Regions from separate parts of the Mus musculus genome. Here region 1 is linked to region 2. A link is a contact called in public Hi-C data. All regions are on one chromosome and are shown on one strand. The core of a region is the stretch at or near the end of the contact, and the rest is flanking DNA. Distances in the headings are between cores, read along the strand shown. Region 1 overlaps Zhx2 (zinc fingers and homeoboxes 2). Region 2 overlaps Zhx2 (zinc fingers and homeoboxes 2).

Evidence for each region. A called contact is a pair of places that touch in the nucleus more often than the background predicts.
Region 1: a contact with region 2 is called in a Hi-C map of muscle stem cells, with 1.7 times the contacts expected there. A contact is called at or near these places in 18 of 484 Hi-C or Micro-C datasets (B cells, CD4 T cells, CD8 T cells and 12 more), 7 of 130 datasets of targeted methods (the NIH/3T3 cell line, double positive thymocytes, embryonic basal ganglia and 4 more) and 1 of 9 other capture datasets (embryonic stem cells).

The regions. Positions count from the first base shown.
Region 1 is chr15:57,818,037-57,822,371 of GRCm38.p6, forward strand. It overlaps Zhx2 (zinc fingers and homeoboxes 2), which reads left to right. Exons shown (of 4, transcript NM_199449.2): 3 at 2,996-4,335. The coding sequence starts at 3,201. Among named protein-coding and RNA genes, the nearest start is that of Derl1, 72 kb to the right of the region's middle.
Region 2 is chr15:57,709,660-57,714,394 of GRCm38.p6, forward strand. The region is part of intron 1 of Zhx2 (zinc fingers and homeoboxes 2); the gene reads left to right. Among named protein-coding and RNA genes, the nearest start is that of Zhx2, 17 kb to the left of the region's middle.

The DNA of each region.
Region 1 (4,335 bases), core at 780-3,279, 110 kb after region 2:
TGCAGTTTGGCCCCTGAGCCCTAGTGTCTCACAAAGTTGCCCGTTATATAGGTTCTTCACTTCTGTCCTTGAGTCCTGTCCTAAGTGGAACACAAAAGCCAGTAAGTCATCTATTCCGCTCACTTCTCCTAGATGTGAGATACCCTTGTCTCCAAACACCCTCGTCCTCATTCTAAATACACAATGACAATAAAAGTAGTCACAAAGTAAATGACATTGAGATGCCAACAGTGGCCTAGCCCAGCAGTTCCCTAGAACTAATATTTGTTTGATGCAGTTCCAATCAAAATTCAAACAGGATTGTATTTTGCTGTTGATTCTGCTTTATGAGAATAATCAAAATATCCAAGAAAGGGTTGGGGGGAAGGGGCAGGGAGGAGCAAAGAGGAACCACCATGATGTTAACATGCACTCCAAATATTTAAAAAATAAATTAATAGTAAGCCCCAGAAGCTAGACCAGATGTGGACTGGGCACCTAGGAACAAGCTGTAGTAAATGTAAAATGTAGTATGTGGTGAAGGTGTTTCGTACACCCTACATAACACAGGCTGCTGAGATAACCCACAATTGCTCAAGGAAAAGTGGTTGTACTTAACTTGAGTGTGTTATACTTAACTCAAGATAAATTCAGTACTGGTGACTCAAATGTAAAACAAAAACCATTCAGTTGGCAGGAGTTGGTAGCAGGACACCTATAACGCCAGCATTTAGCAAGCTGGGGCTGGAAGCCTGCTGGGAGTTTGAGGTAGGCCTGAGCTGTACATAGCAAGTAGCCATGGCTTAATAGCAAGGCCCTATCCTACAAAACAAAAGCAAACAAACAAACAAAATTAAGCAAAAGGCTCTGAAGAAACCGTAGATTCCTTATTAGCAATTAGTCAATATGATTTAAGTGAATGGTCAGCATGTAAAAAGAGGAAGCATGGATTAACACATCATCTAAAAACAAACAAACAAGCAACAGGATTTCCAAATATTAAACCATAATGAAAGAAGCCACAAAAGGAAAAAAATGATTAATTTGTTATCTAAAACTTAAGATTTCTATATGTTAGACTTATAAAAATACCCTCATAACAGCTGAAAGGCAGACTTAAATTTTGCAGCAGGGGTGTAACTTGTACAAATTAGTCATAAAGCCACTGAGCACCATAGTAAGGGAGTGACATTAAAAAACAAGGCCGTTCACAGAGAGAGAGAAAGAGAGAGAGAGAGAGAGAGAGAGAGAGAGAGAGAGAGAGAGAGAGAATAAATGGCCAGGAAGCCTTTGAAAACAATGCAGCTTTTGCAGCAGTCAAACCCATGGGAGTAGGTGAGGGGGGTGGCTCGTCGGTGGGTAAAGCCCTTGCTGCATTCAGATCCCCAGAGCCCACATAAGGCCACACATAGTAGTACCTGTCTATGATCTCAGTACTCCCACGGTAATGTAGAAGACAGAGACAGGAGAATCCTCAGAAATTCTCCGTGAGCTAGCCTGTCACACAGACCAGTGCGCAGAAAAAAGACCTTGTCTCAAGCAAGTAGAAGCCAAGGGCTAACTTCCTGAGTTTGTCCTCTGATTACTGTACACATGCAATAGCAGTTACACACCTACACACACACACACACACACAGGTGGGGGGTTGTTTTGTGTTTTTAAAGTATAGGGGCTAGCAAGATGGCTCAGCAATTAAGAGCACGAGGGGCTATCCTACAGGAGCAGAGTTTGGTTCTCAGCACCCACATTAGGTGGCTCACAACTGCCTGCAGCTCCAGGAGATCCGACGGCCTCTTCTGACTCCTGCAGGGATCCACACACAAGCACGCACATAGGAGTAAAATAAACCTTTTTGTTGTTGTTGTTGTTGTTGTTCTAAATCACAGATTCGTCTTGAAACAATTTTCCGTATCTCATTGTCAAGGCCCTTTGGTGGTAGTGCTTCATGGAAGCTGAGCTGGGGAGTCAGAGCCTCTCAGGCATGGCCAGAGGAAAAGGCCATCTGAGGCAAAAATGCAGTCACGTGAGTCAGGAGAACTGTTTCCAGGCCTGTGTCCAAAGGCAGTTTATGACAGCCCAAACTGAGCCAACCATGAGAGCACAGGCCCGAGATCCCAGCACTCAGGAGACTACAGCAAGAGAAGCCAGACTTCACGGCCATCCTAGGCTGTGCTGGGGAGGGCAAGGCCACCCTGGACTCACAAACATACAAAACAGTGTCACGTCCCTATAGTGCAATACTATGCTGCCCCTTTAAGTGAAAATGGGGTACGATTTGAGAGAAAGAAGGAAAGGACTGAGCTTGGATTTGTGGTTTATATTATCCTTTACACAGGCCCTACATTTTCTATACTTGTGTTTTTATGATATGAAGCAACGTGTCTGCATCTATTTTCATTTTTACTGGGTTTTGTTTGGGTTTTTGTTTGTTTGTTTGTTTTTTGTTTTTTTTTTTTTGTTTTTTTTTTGTTTTTTGTTTTTTTTTTTTTTTTTTGATGGTTGTGTTTTGGGACCGAATCTCACTATTTAACTCAGGCTAGCCTTGAAATGACACCCACGATCTTAGTGCCTCAGCCATCTGAGTATGTGCCTCACAGGCAGGTGTCTCCACACCAGGCTCTCTTACAGCGTTGTAATGCCATGGAAACCCATCTGCAGGCCCCAGTTAGGTGTCTTGCCTCTGATGTTGCACAGATAAAAAAGCAACTTGCAACACCTTGCTTATTCTGCACAGCCCACTCTGCACTTCTGAAGAGCCTAGGCTCTTTATTCTCTCCCGTAACTTTGTGTCTCTGAGCATGGAGACCCCAAGCTTGTTTGCTTGCCTGGTTCCACTTTCTTCCCAGAGAAAAGAAGAGAACATTGCCTTTCAAGTTTCTAACCCACTGCCAGCCTGCCATGGGGGTTTACATGTGTGCTTGATTTAGTGCCAGTTGGGGTGGGTCATGGGAACAAAAAGCTGGTTTCTTTTGCATAGCGAAGAGTCGCTGAGTCTGGCTCTGTTCTTGTCCCACAGATAGGAAGCTGCCTGGTTCGCTCAGAGATTGCTACAGTTACAATTGTCTGTGCTGAAATCCTTCTGAAACACTCACCCGGAAGACGTCAGCAACCAAGGGAAGCCAAAGGCATTTGAGAGGGAGTAGAGCCAAAAGCTGAGAATCTCACTGTCCTGCACCCACCCACCCACTCCAGAAAGAAGCTGTTGCTCAGAGGCAGACGGCATGGCAAGCAAACGGAAATCTACAACTCCCTGCATGGTTCGGACATCACAGGTACTGGAACAAGATATGCTGGAGGAGGCAGACAGGGCCAAAGACAAAGGAGCGGGCATGCCACAGTCCGATGTGACAAAGGACAGCTGGGCAGCGGAACCTGAACATTCGTCCAAAGAAACCGAAGTGGTTGAGGTGAAATCTATGGGGGAGAACCTGTCCAAAAAACTACAGGGCGGTTATGAGTGCAAATACTGCCCTTATTCCACGCAAAATCTGAATGAGTTCACAGAACACGTGGACATGCAACATCCTAACGTGATTCTCAACCCCCTCTACGTATGTGCCGAATGTAACTTCACAACCAAAAAGTACGACTCCTTGTCTGACCACAACTCCAAGTTCCATCCGGGGGAGACCAACTTCAAGCTGAAATTAATCAAGCGCAATAATCAGACGGTTCTAGAACAGTCCATCGAAGCCACCAACCACGTCGTGCCCATCACTGCCAGTGGTCCTGGAAGTAGTGATAACGACCCTGGGGTCTCGGTAGGAAAAACCCCCATGACAAAGACAGGAAAGCTGAAGGCAGATGCCAAGAAAGTGCCCAAGAAGCCTGATGAGGCTGCCCCAGAAAACCACATGGAAGGGACCGCCCGCCTGGTGACAGACACAGCTGAGATCCTCGCCAGACTTGGTAGCGTGGAGCTCCTTCAAGATTCACTGGGACATGTCATGCCTTCCGTACAGCTGCCACCAAATATCAACCTTGTCCCCAAGGTCCCCGTCCCGCTGAATACTACCAAATACAACTCTGCCCTGGACACAAATGCTACCATGATCAACTCCTTCAACAAGTTCCCTTACCCCACCCAGGCTGAGCTCTCCTGGCTGACGGCGGCCTCCAAACACCCAGAGGAGCACATCCGAATCTGGTTTGCCACCCAGCGTTTAAAGCACGGTATCAGCTGGTCCCCAGAGGAGGTGGAGGAGGCCCGGAAGAAGATGTTTAACGGCACGATTCAGTCAGTACCCCCGACTATCACTGTGCTTCCTGCTCAGCTGACTCCCACAAAAGTGTCACAGCCCATCCTCCAGACAGCCCTACCATGCCAGATCCTTGGCCAGCCCAGCCTGGTGCTGA
Region 2 (4,735 bases), core at 1,687-4,186:
AAAGAACCAAAAGAAAAAGATAATTATTTAAAACGATGGATAGGAAAGAGACTAGGAAAGAAAAAAGAAATGTGTTATTAATTATTATTTGGGACATCCTGAGCTACATAATGAATTCTAGGTCAACATAGGCTATAAATAAGTGTGTGTGTGTGTGTGTGTGTGTGTGTGTGGCATGCACTTGTTAGTCTGAGTGTGTATAGGTGCCCATGCTTTGGAGACCTAAAGTCAGTATTAGGAGTCTTTTCTTAATTACTTCCTTTATTATTTGAGACAAGGAATTTTTTTTAAAGATTTATTTATTTATTTATTTATTTATTATATATGTGTACACTGTAGCTGTCTTCAGACACTCCAGAAGAGGGCATCAGATTTTTGTTATGGATGGTTGTGAGCCACCATGTGGTTGCTGGGATTTGAACTCAGGACCTTTGGAAGAGCAGTCGGCGCTCTTAACTGCTGAGCCATCTCACCCGCCCAAGACAAGGAATTATTAATAGATCATCAATTTGACTAAGCTGGCTAGCCAGTGCTCTGCCCCACCCATTACTGGGCCGTAGCGTGTTCCTCCACCCTTGGCCTCTTACATGGTCTGGAGATCCGAACCCAGGTGCTTGTACCCGCACTCTGCCAGTTGAGCCATCTCCCCAGCCTAAAGTCCATGGATTTTTTTTATCACATGGTTTAAATAGTAAAACATGCTGCCCAGCTAATGGGACTGGTTTAATTACGCAGCAGAATCAGAGAACTTGAGAGGTCATCAGCCCCCTGGGAAGCCAGGAAAGGCACCTCTGGTCTGGGCCTCTCTCGCTGGCAAGCTTAGACAGTGTGATTGCATCCTCGGGTGTGGGAAGCAGTCTTGTTCCTGAGAATCTAAGAGAGTTCTGTCTGCCTGCCCCCAGCACCTTTCCTCTGAAGGAGTAGCAGGTATCTGAAGCAGCATTCGAGAGCAGAGAATGCATTTGCTTCCTCCTACAGGTGGTACAGCTGGAAACAGTCTGCCCTACAGACTTTGTTCCTGAGAGCCAAAGAAGCAGGTCATCATTATATCCCTTCCATCTCAGCCCATGTCCCTTCCTCTGTCCTATATCTACGCAGCAGCCATAGCCAGAATCCTGGTGGCCCCAGCTCTTCTGCTCTGGTAATCATCCCTAAGGCATCTGGTGACCTGCCTGTAACCCTTGGCCTCTTCAGTCCCAGACAGCACAGCCAAGCCCCCAGGCTGCAGTGGCCACCCTTTCCGCAAGGTGGGCGCTTAGTGCATATTCATGGAATTTCTCAATGCTGATGGACCCACAGTGACCCTTATCTGAGATATAAGCAGTTGGAGACTTGGCACACTGGTGATTTGTCCTGGCAACAGATGAGACATCTTTGTACCCTGTGCTGTTGGTAACCCCAAAGGCAATGCTGGAGTTAATCATGAGAGTAGCGGGTGGTCATTTACAAGCCAAGTCTTTTCCCGGGAGAAGACAGAGAGGGAGGGAGGGAGGGAGGGAGAGTGGGGGAAAGGAGAGAAGGGAGGGAGGCAGGCAAGAACAGAGAGAATTTTCCTCATTTCCGATGCATGTTGGGGGCTTGCCTGGAAGACATGCAAGCAAAATCAAGCCCACATCTGGAATTACTCTGCACATGTAGACAGGTGCACACACTGCTAGGACATTGCTTGGACTCTCTGCACAACCTTGGCATCCGCAGACACACATGCAACCTGGTGGTCTGCTTTGTGGAGTTCCCATTTGTAGACGCCTCACTCTGTCCGTCCCGACTTTTGGCAAATGGAAAAAGCTATACATTTGTATAGCATTTGGAGGCTTGTTTAATAGCAAATCTGTAAAGCACCCCAAATCCTAGGTTATCAGTCAGGGGCTCATTATTGCTAATTATCTATTCATTTTGGATATATGTAATAAAAGTCTCAGGACCTATTGGGCAAATTATCATTTTTAATAGGATAGTTACTTAAGTCAACATATTCCTGCACCTCTCCCATGATGACTCCTTTTGTAAAGACGAGATGAATTTTATAGGTTGAGATTGACAGCTTTTCTAATGAGCAATATTTTGATATGGAGTTTATTTTATTAAATTGGGGGGGGGGGAGTCTGGGGAACATGATGGGTGTTTTTATTTCAGAAAGTAAATTCAGGATCTTAAGAGACACAAATATTTACTGTATCCTCTCACCGTCCCCAAAATGCGTTGTTTGAAGTAGGATTGTAGCTAATGGCCCACCCTCTCTCTGTTTGGATATGCTGTCGTGGAACTTTCTACTATGGAGCACACAGCCCGAGAGAAGTTCATGAACAGGCAGGGCTTGGGAGAGCGGAAGCCAACTCCTCCATCCTGCTGCTGTCTTTGAGCTAGTCATTCACCCCTCCGTGGCCTAAGTTTCCCCCACCTGCCTTCTGGGCTCTGAATCCTGTTTCTCAGTGGGCTACCCATCGGGCTGGCTCTGCCCAGTTCAAACTGACAGGCATCTGCAGGTGGGACTAGCCTATCAGAAGTCCATTGGCTCCCAAGTTCTTGGGAGTAACCAGTTGACTTAAGCCTTTCTGGAATTCTTGTAAGAGAACTTGACTTGCCACCTAAACTGTTCCTGTGGAGCCGAATCTGTCCTGACGGTTCCTTGGAAAGCCTGCACAGTGCTGAGCAAGCCAACTGCCTTGCATGCCTTCTGCAGGTCCAAGCCAGTGCGTTCCAGAGCACTGTCTGTAACCGATTTAAGGAGAAGGTGCTAGAAAGGGAAAAAGAAAGGGTGGCAGGGGGTGGAGAGGAAAGAAAAGGCTGGCAAGTTCTCAGTCCCAGAGCCTGGATGGAAAAGTGAGTGGGTCACTGTAAGGGGAGGGCGCATGCGTACTGAGGAGCTGGCCACAGGGCCCTCCCTCCTCCCCTTCTGGAATGCAATGTGTATTTACTGCCCCGTGGATCCCAGTTTCTCTCAGGAAGTCATTTTTTCCAGGGCTAGAGGAGAGTAGCAGGCTATCTCTCTGGAGAACTCCGCCACTCCTGGAGTCAGAACTCTTGGGGATCAAGGGGTGGTAACTACAGGGGAGCTGAGTCAGAAGATGATATTGAGGATATATAAATGACCCCCACCCTCTTGACCCCACTCCTGCTGCGAGACTGGGAAGGAAGTGAAGATAGAAAACTAAAAACAGCGTAGTAACTCCAACCTTCTCTCTTTCCAGCCCCAGACAGTCCCAAAAGACTATGGCCAGCACAAGTGTAGCCCCTCTCTTAGGCGGGCAGGTGGGGCATCATCTTTTTGCTGAGGGTTCCCACTTGAGAGACAGGGATTTTCCCCTTCCTTCACAGGTTTTTGCTGGAGCTTTCTCTACTGTGACATCCAAGTCTCAGCTCTCCCCCAAACAGGATGCTCTCTAACTGGTCCCTAAGTCATGTTCATCTATCCTATAACCCATACCCAAGCCCAGGACTGCTTGGCTTGGATGGGTCTTTGTTCTGGAGTTGTCCTAGGCCTCGGCTGTGAGCTGGTGTTTAGGAGCGGTGCCCTAGCCTCTTCACTTTCCCCCAGAAACTCCAGATTGTGTCTAGCCCCCTGGAAGTGTGAAAACGTCCCACTAAGACCCCGGGTCCAAATTACTCCCCTTTCTGTCTTCCCATCCCTCTCCACTCTCTGTAATGGTCCTTATTTTTCCCTTGGCCCAATAGTTCTCTACCTGGCAGCACACTGCACTCACCTAAGAAGTTTCTAGAAACCCCTTTCATACCTGACCATACCTTAATCATTAAACCTGACTCTCTTGGGTGTGGAAACTCTTCGAAAAGTGTCCCAAATCAGTCTGGAGGCCTTCCTGTAGGCTCTCTGATCCCCCCTGGATAGTAAGCCACCCCAGAGAAGGACGCGTAGTGGGCTTTGGTTGCCACTGCATTGTCAGCAATTAGAACAATGCTTGCATCCCTGTAGGGACTCGAGACTAAGACTGAGCAGTGAAGGAATGTTCCAGAAACTCCATCATCACTCATGGGTGGGTTCTCTGGAGGGAGTCTTTCATTTTTGTTACTCATCCAACAAACATCAAGTCTTTGCTGCTGTGCCAGGAGCAGGAGCAAAGCCTAGAGTGGGAAGACATGGAGAGTGTGACCCTAGGAGCCTCCCGTGTCTAGGTGCCAGGTGCAGATGGCAGTTAGAATGCAAAGCAAGCTGGTTGCCCCCAACAGGCACCAGACACCCTGCACCCCTGTGGAAGGTGTTCCGCTCATATTTTCACACTTGCTAATCCACACAGTTCTTCACAGTAGGTGCTGCTGCCATTTCCCAGGGGAGAAAACTAGGCTCCAGGGAGTTACCTAATGCCCCCCAGAGTCACCTGATGCAAAGCCAGGTCTGCCTCTTGAAAATCATTCACTCTTTGCATCACTTCGTGCCATGTGCAGAGGTGAGACTGGATGGGAGGCTTGTGGGTCCCCATGAGCAAGGCAGATGCTACAAAGAGAAACCCTACCCCAACCAAGAAAGTTACCCCAAGCTCTTCTGTGCTCTGATACCATGATTGTCTGGATTCAGGCTTCTTAGGAGCAGACCCCAAGGCAAAGACTGTCCTAAAACAGTTCTTTGATAAGGGGAGGACCACTGGTGGCCAGCACGGAGAAAGTCCAATAAGAGAAGGTAGTCCAGACAAGCAAGTCACTGTGCCGGACAGCTAGAACTAAATCCTGTTGTAAAACTGGGCACCACAGAAGACCACACTTCTCAGGGTTGTCTCACAAA